Linked DNA regions of Zea mays: regions 1 and 2 are each linked to region 3. The links are chromatin contacts, called in public Hi-C and HiChIP or PLAC-seq maps. All regions are on one chromosome and are shown on one strand. Each heading gives the region's core, a stretch centred on a gene start, on an enhancer-like site or on the middle of the called end of the contact. The rest is flanking DNA. Distances are from core to core; before and after follow the strand shown.

Evidence for each region. Hi-C and Micro-C count contacts between places; a contact is called where the count stands out from the background. HiChIP or PLAC-seq counts read pairs in DNA pulled down with a chosen protein or histone mark.
Region 1: a contact with region 3 is called in an H3K4me3 HiChIP or PLAC-seq map of leaf, with 5 times the contacts expected there. The contact joins the promoter of LOC100281658 here to the promoter of LOC103653161 in region 3. A contact is called at or near these places in 15 of 25 Hi-C or Micro-C datasets (bundle sheath, ear, endosperm and 5 more) and 2 of 3 datasets of contacts at active chromatin or transcription factors (leaf and seedling).
Region 2: a contact with region 3 is called in a Hi-C map of tassel, with 4 times the contacts expected there. The contact joins the promoter of LOC100502318 here to the promoter of LOC103653161 in region 3. A contact is called at or near these places in 3 of 25 Hi-C or Micro-C datasets (ear, leaf and tassel).

What each region holds. Positions count from the first base shown.
Region 1 is chr4:42,046,228-42,049,473 of Zm-B73-REFERENCE-NAM-5.0, reverse strand. LOC100281658 reads right to left here and starts at 1,268. Exons shown (of 8, transcript NM_001154578.3): 1 at 1,112-1,268; 2 at 860-918.
Region 2 is chr4:42,078,964-42,082,356 of Zm-B73-REFERENCE-NAM-5.0, reverse strand. LOC100502318 (putative protease-associated RING zinc finger domain family protein) reads right to left here and starts at 1,935. Exons shown (of 5, transcript NM_001401915.1): 1 at 1,651-1,935; 2 at 929-1,097; 3 at 287-511; 4 at 1-39. The coding sequence starts at 1,070.
Region 3 is chr4:41,872,270-41,875,563 of Zm-B73-REFERENCE-NAM-5.0, reverse strand. It overlaps LOC103653161 (protein SUPPRESSOR OF NPR1-1 CONSTITUTIVE 4), which reads left to right and starts at 1,489. Exons shown (of 3, transcript XM_008680126.4): 1 at 1,489-2,691; 2 at 2,784-2,909; 3 at 3,003-3,294. The coding sequence starts at 1,629.

The DNA of each region.
Region 1 (3,246 bases), core at 19-2,518, 170 kb before region 3:
AAGTAGTTCTACACAGGCATGGTGACAAACATCATTGTGGAAAAATTAAACCTAATGTTTGCCATCCTAATTAATTTTGTCTCCTTCAGCTAAGGGGTCCATAGGTGGTGGGCACGCCTGCCCGCCTATACACAAACAGTTTGTATGCACACATAATAACAACTATACAAGCAGCCTGAGGATATTTGACGCTATTTGATAACAAAATGACCATCTAGACTTCGGACCAAGGATAGATTGCAATAAAAAATTGGTACAGGCATAGAAAATTCACACGTAAAACAATATAAAGGGTCAAAATTATCCATGTTCTAGCTAGTGACTGAAACAAAACCACCAAGTTCGCACCAGATTAAAATAATGCTAGTAAGTCGTAACCAACGTTATTTTCTTCTGCTGTATAATGTTAACCAAATATATTAGTACTACAAAACTTAGACCGCTAGTTGGTTTCGAATGATTCACAATGTTCAGATTTCGAACACTTCAACCAGTAGCATTATTTCAGAAAAACAGCAAGCAATCCAAGCATACATGGGACTAAAGTCTGCATCTTGGAGGTTAGCAAGTAGCATATGTATTCATTCTTTTAAAAAAAATATAAAGATAACAGGCATGTTTAGGGTTGCAATAATATCAGGGTTAGTCTCCATGTTGAATTAAGAAAGGGTTTCTGATGCTACAAAACACATGGCAGCGTTTCATATATACTAAATATATATTGATCTCAGAGTATCCCATCCTTTTGATTTCATTCAAGGTCGAATTAAACAACAAAGGACAGAGTTTGCAGTTTATAACTAACCTCAACCTAGAGTATAGCATATAGCATAGACAGATACAGAAGGCTCCAGCTTACCTTGCTGCCGAATGGAGTAGCCTCCGATCCTTTGCTTTGCTTGTGATACAGAACAAGACCTGAAAACGAGAAAGGAGATGTCAGGCGAGGAGGATCCGGGCGGCCGTCCAGGGAAAGAAACAAAGCGGCGGTAAGGACGGGGTGGATCCGGGCAATTAGATTCACGCCGCGTCCGGCGATTGACTGGCGGGCGACCAAAATCGATGGCGGATCCGGACGGAGAAGGATCCGTTGCGGTGCGTGTAGACTCACCTGAGACGTAACGGAGGTAGGTCGCCGGATGAGAACGATTCCTTGGCCCGAGGAGATGGGGGAGGACAAGATCCTGGAGGCGAGGCGAGGGCGAGGGGCAGAGGCAAGGCCAGCGCGTGGGGCTCTTGTGGTTGACGGATGGAGCGTGCGCGAGTAACCCTAGCGCGAGGTCGGTTCACTTCCAAAAAAATCGTCGGACCAGGCTGTGGGGCTATATCGATTTGGGCTAGGTCGCAGCAGGCCCAACCAAACAGAGTCTGCTTGATCTGATCAGTTGCGTGACGTGTGGGCTTCAACGTCGGTTGGACCCATCTGGCAGTAGTGAATGTTCATTTTCCTTTTTTTAATTGGAAAAAAAGTTAATAGCAAGTTTGGAAAATTAAATCCACTCCAGGATTTCCATAGATTAAGGGAAATTAAAATAATTTATCTTTTAGGTCTAGTTTGGGAACCATATTTTTTCAAAGGATTTCTATTTTCTCAAGGGAAAATGAACTAATTTTCCATGGGAAAATGAAAATCTCTAGAAAAATTAAGGTTCCCAAACTAGCCCTTAATATTTAGAAATTCCGGAGGAGGTTTAAGTTTTCAAACTATTCTTAATGTCCTTTTACCTACCAGATTATCTATGAAAAAAAACTCTAAAATTTGGAGTCTTTTCTCTTGCTTGTTCCGTTTGGTTCAGCTTTTTCACCTCGATCCACTTTCAAAAATATGAAGATACAAGTTGAATAAATTTCAAAATATATATATATATAGTTCAATCCAAATTTTTCTCCTACCTTAAGCTTTTTAGATTCGTACTATCTAGAATTTCCAAAATATTATCCAATTGCCACTGTTCTATATGATTAATTTTTTTTATTTTCTCCTAGACAAACCTATAAACAATGGCAGTGTCAGAGTCTCTTTCTCATCTATAGCAGCTGAATTGTCTTGATCTAAGTCATTCGTCGACACGAGCACAGGTTAGGAGCCACCTCACCCCCACCCAACCAACCCATGGACATTGGCGATACTTGTGGGGTAGCTCATGGGCTTATGGGGGTAGATATCCCTCGAGTCCCCAAGATCCTGTTTCGATTTATGGGTTGTTATAAGGTCTCAATAGGACAGGCGCATAGGCTTCACGAGCTGATTAGTCGGACACAACCAGAAGCGGACGTAGAGATCGGTTGTGTGGGTGTGAAGGTGTACTAGCCGATTCCCACGCATGTAGGGGACGAGATAAGCGCCTCAAAGCTCACCTAATCACAGATAAGTCAGAGTTAGTTTCGTGGATAAGCACAGATTAATAACATTCAGTTCAACTATGTAAACCCTAATTTTGTTGGATGTATAAGATAGAATATGTACCCCTATAAAACGATTGGATCCTCTTATAGGCATAGACAACACTACGCTCATTCTCTTTGTAATACAGATCTCAAAAACAATACATTGCCATCCACACACAAGACGTAGGATATTATGCATCTAATCAACCCAAACCTATATAATTCTATGTGTTCCACCGTACTTTGCGCGAACCAGTGAGTTGTTGTCGACCTCGCTGTAGGAAACGGGTGACGCCTAAGAGGGGGGGGGTGAATTAGAACTTCTAAAACTTTTACTAAACTAGGCCACAATTAAATCCCTAGAGCAAAACCTATGCAAATAATCAAAACTAAAATGTGCAAACTAGGTTTTGTCTAAGTGTTGCTATCTCTACCGCAAAGGCTAAGTTTCAATCTACACTAAATAAGTATGACTACAAGATTGAAACTTAAATGCTTGATATAAATGCGGAATGTAAAGAGCTAAGTAGAGAAGCAAACTCTCGTGGATGACGCCGGTATTTTTACCGAGGTATCCGGAACCACGCAAGGTCCCGACTAATCCTCGTTGGTGCCCCTACGCAAAGGGAAGCTCACGCGAGGGCCAAGCACCACGGTCAAGTAACTCCGTAGAGAGCCACGGGCCTTCTCCACGCGCAAGTGGTGCTCCGCTTCCGGCTCCTCTCGGACGCTCCCCGCCGTCTCCACTATCGAGCTTCCGGCCGAAACGCCGCGGGCCTCGTTCCCTCCGGTACACGGTGGCAGCCGTGACACAAACGCGGTTGTCACGGTCTCGCAAGACTCTCGCCCCACTCGGTA
Region 2 (3,393 bases), core at 686-3,185, 210 kb before region 3:
ACACTGCATATATCTGGACACCAAGCGAGCTTCCAGCCACTGCAATAATCCTTGCTTAATTAATATTGCAAATATATATGCACTCCCCCAAGCACTCTAAAATGGTAAGTAAAAGTTTCAATGGAACTGATCTAATAGTTTAGAGCTGCTTGAAAATTTTGTTTTTCCTCTTCTCAACAGTTTAGTGATTTCCAGCATTATGAACAAGAACACCTCTTTATGCACACTGATAAAAGAATTACATGTAACCGATGCTATGGTAAAAAAATGATGCCTAGATCATTACTTGAAACAAGGATGTCATTATCTTCATTATTATATACTACAGCAGCCTTGAATCCAGCATTCTGTGCATTTCTAATTTTGTCATCAAATTGGCAACCGCCTCTTATAATCAACGCAAAAGGTGAGACAGAGCCTTGAATCGCTTTCGCTCTCAATGGACTGCATGCATCCTTAGGTTCCACAGCATAAAGAACGCCACTTACACCTGAACCTTCCACTGCTGGAGCTGCAGGAAGAATGAAAAGGGTCAGATAAGCCTTGCATTAACCAGATAGATTGGTTCAGGCACCAAAGTAACATTGCACATTATGGATCATAAAGATACAAGAATGATGCAACTATATAAGAAGAAACTGGAGGAGACATCTAACTAACAGCGCAAAAAAAGATGAAGACCTGTCATTCAATAATCACTAAAAACAGGGCAACTTGGTATTAAAGAAAACAGATCATAACATCAACAGGTAACTAACAATGTACTGGAGAGTGTGTTTAATGACCGGGTTTCTTATACTGTTTTTCATCTTCTTAATATAATGGCATGCAACCTACTTTTGTGTTTGATAAAAACAACAGCTAACCAGATTTTTAATTGACATGTACAGAGATACATGGAGATAGTGTAATAATGTGTAACACCCACTAAAAGTTGCCTCGACATCATCCAACGACAAGGTAGTGTTGTTCGCCATGAGTACAACATTGGAAGCTCCCAGCTGAGCCATGAGGCAAATCATCAGAAAGAAACAAAGGGGAAATGGTGTCCTTCCTCTTGGGCATGCCATCTTGACAGAACTCTGATCCTTTGGAGCCTGCAATCGAACAGAAGGTACTAATGCCGAGTATCAGGCCGAGAGCTGCAATCATATTACTAGAATTAACAAAACTGAAAAAAGAAAAAACAGGAGTGCCGCGCGTAACTTCACAGCAACACGAACAGTCTGCGCAGTTGCATCATCACTCAGGTAGCAGAGTAAATGGTAGAGAGGCCTAGAGTAACCAAATCACAGGTCAAAGTGATTTCGTTTCTTTTCACAGCCTGCTTTCAAAAAAGGAGGGATTTCTTTCCCCCAGTCATGGGAAAAGAGCACTTCCATGGCCCGAAATCCAGAGTCGTCTCCAGGGGTACGGAAAGTGCATTGGCCTGTTTAAAAGATAGGCAATTTGACTATTTGAACACGAAATCAACCCCCACCCCCCTACCCCCAAAAAAAACTCTGAAATCCCGCCCCAAATTCAGCGGAGGGATCCCACATCAAATCGGGTACAGACGGCATCTCCACGAAGTTATCACGATTAACAAGCCAAATCTTTGCGAGAAGATTGCGTCAGAACGAATGCACCGAGGAGGACAAAAGACCGCACCTTTTGACGGGATTTGATCTTCCCGGCAGCAGCAGCAGCAGGGGAGTGACACGAGGAAAAAGATGAGTCGGCGCAGGAGAGAGGGGACTAGAACTAGGAGGAATTAGCGGGCGGTTGACGCGGATCGAGTTGGGATGGAAACGTCAGCTGCCATGAGAAAATTGCAGAGGAGGATTTGGAATGGCAAGGGGGGACGATATCCCACACCCGCAGAAATCAGAATTGAAGGTGGTTTGGAATGGAAGGAAACAATCAGAATTGATCGAATGAATCTCTAATTTGATCTTTCCTTCGCACGGAGTATATTATAATTTGTGTAGATGAATCTTGTATTGATAGGGAGGATGGTGAAAGTTCTTTTTTCTGCTCTTGCTTTGTCATCCGTCCCTATCCCACACCCGCGGTCCCAGCATGCGATGTCCCACAGATGGATTACGGTCCTATAACTATTTCATCCTATATTTTAAACTTCATTCTACAAATAATATTCTCTATATTTTTTTATTTATCACGGTATAAATCTCTTATTTATATCATCTGCTGCGAACATCTGCTATGACAACCTATCATGTTTCATTTTTATTGTAACACATAGGTATATATCTGTACGTTGCGACGGGAGTAAAAAAATTATACGAAACATAGATACAGAACGCAAACATCACTATGATATGCAAAATTTGTGTGGCAAACATTATCAATATCGTAAAACAATTCTATATGTTTGTTGACGCTTTTTTGAGCGTCAAATACTCAAGAAGAACCGGCGGCGGTGCTCTCTGGTCAGGCGCGGACGGTCTGCGGCCTGAAGCCGGACGGTCCGCGACCTGGCACAGGGGCTAGGGTTTTCTGCCTGACGGCCGGACGGTCCGCGCCCTAGGGCCGGACGGTCCGCGCGTGCGTAGGGGCGGCGGAAGATCGCCGGCGGCGCCTAGATCTCGCTCCCGGGAGGGACCCCGTCGGGGAGGAGAGATCCTAGGAGTTGTCTAGGCTCGGGCAGGTCGACCTAGACTCCTCTAATCGACGTAGAGTCGAGGAGAGGCGGAGAATTTGGGGATCGAGAGGCTAAACCTAAACTAGACTAGAACTACTCCTAGGATAAAATGCGAAATATAAGTTGTATTGATTCGATTGATGATTACAAATCGGCCGTATACCTCTCTATTTATAGAGGAGGGGGGCTGGACCCTTTACAAACTAATTCCCGAGCTTATCCCGCGATTTTAGCTAACAACCGTAGCACAAAACTCGGAACCCTAATCTGCTCTGCGCACGCGCGGACCGTCCGGACCGCGGACCGTCCGGCCTTAGGGCCGGACAGTCCGCCGGCTCATTTTGGTGTCAAACATATGCCCCCCTGCCTTTTGGTGGAGCTGAGCGAACCAAAAGCAACTAACTCGATGTGATCACATCAGTTTTCTTAGGCATCTTGACACTTGCTAGGATGATACGTAGTGGTCTTAGTCCCGATGGTTGACTCAACGGACGTGACTCTTTTAGCTTTGATCGAACTGTTAGTCCCAACACCGTCGAGCGTCATAGCGATCCTGACCAATCCGTCACCTTACTTTTTCTAATTTTCCAAGTATTCTGGCGTAGCTTCGTAGTTGACCAGGTCTTCCCCTTGTAGGTCATCTTCCTCCATGGGTGTCGGTACATCGTTGGTGGTGTCTTGGTGTAGTGCGGATGGTTCGGCCTCAGGGGTCGGATGGTCTGCGTCCTGTACGGTTGGTCTGGTCTTTA
Region 3 (3,294 bases), core at 240-2,739:
CATCATAAAAATAACCAAAGTTCTTCTAATTAAAAAGGATCCCAAGGCTGCTCTTAACCGTGAGCACGGCTGATATACCAGTTTCTAACACTCTGCAGAGGTTGCACACTTTACCCACAAGCCGTGATTCCCATTCTTCTCGGGGTTCTAGCCTCCCCATTGATCACTACCAAGGTGACCTAGCAGAGTCTCATTACGTAGCCTTTACAAAGATTGGCCGAGCGGGAAAGAATCAGCCCAATGCCACATTTGTTATTTTCTTCTTTTTCTTTTCTAGTTTCCTTTTCTCATTTTTTTGAATTTCAAATTTTGAATTTAAATTTTGTCATGAGTATCATATTTGAGCTAAGTATCCAAATGCAAATCCTAGTATAGAAATAATATATTTTATTATATATTATACTTATTTTTACTCACATAATATTTTCTTTCTCCTCTTTTCTCAAATTCTAAAATTTCCTTTTCTATTTTACAATATTCAATTCAAATTCAAAACCCTGTTTTAATTTTTATGATCTCAAATATAATTCTAATGTAAAGATAAATCCTCTTTTTATTATTATTTAATCCACCCTCTATTATTTAATTATGGAGGTAATAAATGACTTTATTAAGATTTCCTTCCTCATTTTCTGTTTTCGAATTAGGTTTCCATTCAAACCCAAGATAAAGTTTAAGAATTTCAAATTTAATACGCACTCAAAATTATTCATGATGCGATATATTTATTCTAACTAATTTATTTATTTGATAAATGTTTGAAATATGAAACCATTCATATTTTTCCTTTATTTTTAGGAAAATAGTATTTTGATTGGGGAACATAAATTTAAAGTTACTTCAAACCTACTATTCATATAAATAAATGATTATGGTGTATCATTTAATGATATGCATAATCATTTAGTTGAACAGAAAACTTTTCTATTACCTATTTTCTAAAATAATTCTCGGTTTTCAAAATTCAGTCCTCAAATTTTCAACACTCAAGTATAATTTGAGATATCTGAATTTTACTCTTTTATGTCCTCTTTTATTTATTTATTTATTATTATTATTTATACAATTTTTGGGCCTTACATCTCGCGTCAACACCTTCGAACAAGCCGAAGGTATCAATGTGATATTCCATATGTTTATCATGAAATAAAGATATGAATTGATACATGTATGAATAATGCTTATCATCTATATGAATGCTTATTTCCGCAAATGATGAAGGTGTGTCATTCATGACCTTAGTTCGAATACCATTATATCCGAAAGGAGATGATGCTTCGGAGGACGAAGGTCTCTAATCTTTAATAATTGTGTTGTCTTATTGTTAATTCACAGTATTTGAGAACAAGAGACCATCAAATTCTAAACACCTCTGGCTAACACTCTAACGAACTGTTAGCTAGCTTATAGCTAATAATTAATTTATTAGTTGGATCAAACTAGCTAATAATTTGTTAGTTGGCTAACTATTAACTTTATAGAGGTTGTAGACAGATCCTAAAGAAGGTAGCAGCCACTATTATTTGGGAAGGAAAACATGCGCCTAGATGGTATGGTCCACTGCAGGCAGCGACTTTTGTGGTCACTCAATCACACCTGTCACTTTCAGATGCATGTGGTAGTTCTATATGCATGACCTGGTCGAATTCTTCCAATGCAGGGGTCTTGGTCTTGGCGTTACCGCGTCCCACAAAAGTCATCCATGCCCGCTTGTTACTACAACCTCAATCACAACCACAAGAGCAAGAAGAAGAAAAATGAAACAGCGCCAGCCAATGGCCTGCAACCGCCGCCGCAAGCTTCTCTGCGCCTGTTTGCTGCTGGCTTGCGCAGCCCCCGCCGCCGCCGCCGCCGTCAACATCTCCGTCTACTGGGGCCAGAACAGCAACGAGGGCAGCCTGGGCCAGACATGCAGCAGCGGCCGCTACGCCTTGGTTGCCATGGCCTTCCTTTCCACGTTCGGCAGCGGCCAGACACCGGTCCTCAACTTGGCCGGGCACTGCGACCCCGCGTCGGGCGGCTGCACAGCTCTGGCCGCGGACATCGCGGCCTGCCAGGCGAGAGGCGTCAGGGTGCTCCTCAGCATCGGCGGCGGTGCTGGAAGCTACAACCTCTCCTCCGCCTCGGACGCCGAGAGCGTGGCCACCTACCTCTGGGACAACTTCCTCGGCGGCACCTCCTCATCGCGGCCTCTCGGCGACGCGGTGCTCGACGGCATCGACATGGACATCGAGATCAGTCCGTCCAGCCACTTCGACGGCCTCGCCAGGAACCTAACGTCGCTGTACGGGGGCGACAGGCGAGGGAGGAAGTACCTGCTCACCGCGGCGCCGCAGTGCCCGTACCCGGACGCCTCGCTCGGCGCGGCGCTCGCCACGGGGCTGTTCGACCACGTGTGGGTGCAGTTCTACAACAACCCCGGGTGCGAGTACCAGCAGAAGGACGGAGACGGCGTGGCCAACCTGGCGGCATCGTGGAAGGCGTGGACGCAGTCGCTGCCGTCGTCGGCGTCTGTGTTCCTTGGCCTGCCGGCGTCGCCTGCTGCAGCGGGTAGCGGGTACGTACCCCCGGACGACCTTGTGTCGCGTGTGCTGCCGGCGGTGAGCGGCTCCGCTAACTACGGCGGCCTCATGCTGTGGAACCGCTACTACGACAACAGCACCGGTTACAGTGCCCGGATTCTGAGCAGCAGTAAGTTTGCGCACATTTGATTACTGAATGGTTCACAACCAGTATGTTTTAGAGAAAGAATATCGATCTAACAACTCAACCATGCATCACAGTCACAGCGGATCGACCAAACAGCTCGCCAGTTCCAGGGGGCTCCGGCGATGAATCGCCACCGCCGGACAACTCACCAGCTCCGCCGCCGAGCACTGGCCGGTCACGAAAGAGAAGGATCAAAACATGTAAGTAGAATGACCATTGCTTAACCAACCATGTGGGGGCATCACCCTTTCGAATCTCGAGAATGAAATGAATGATTTCACTGGCATTTTCAGATATCATAGCGGGCACCGCAGGCGTATCCGGGCTGTGTGCAATAATCGCTCTCGCAGCCTTGATGTGGTGGTACAAGAGACGTTATGGCATGGTAATACCATGGCGCAGAGGCGTATCCGGGGTCGAATCCTTTCTGCAAAAGCAAGGAGCTCTACTACACCCGAAAGGCTACACTTACTCGGAGGTGAAGAGGATGACCAGGTCCTTCGCTCACAAGCTCGGGCAAGGCGGCTACGGCGCTGTCTACAGGGGCAGCATGCCTGACGGCCGTGAGGTGGCCGTCAAGATGCT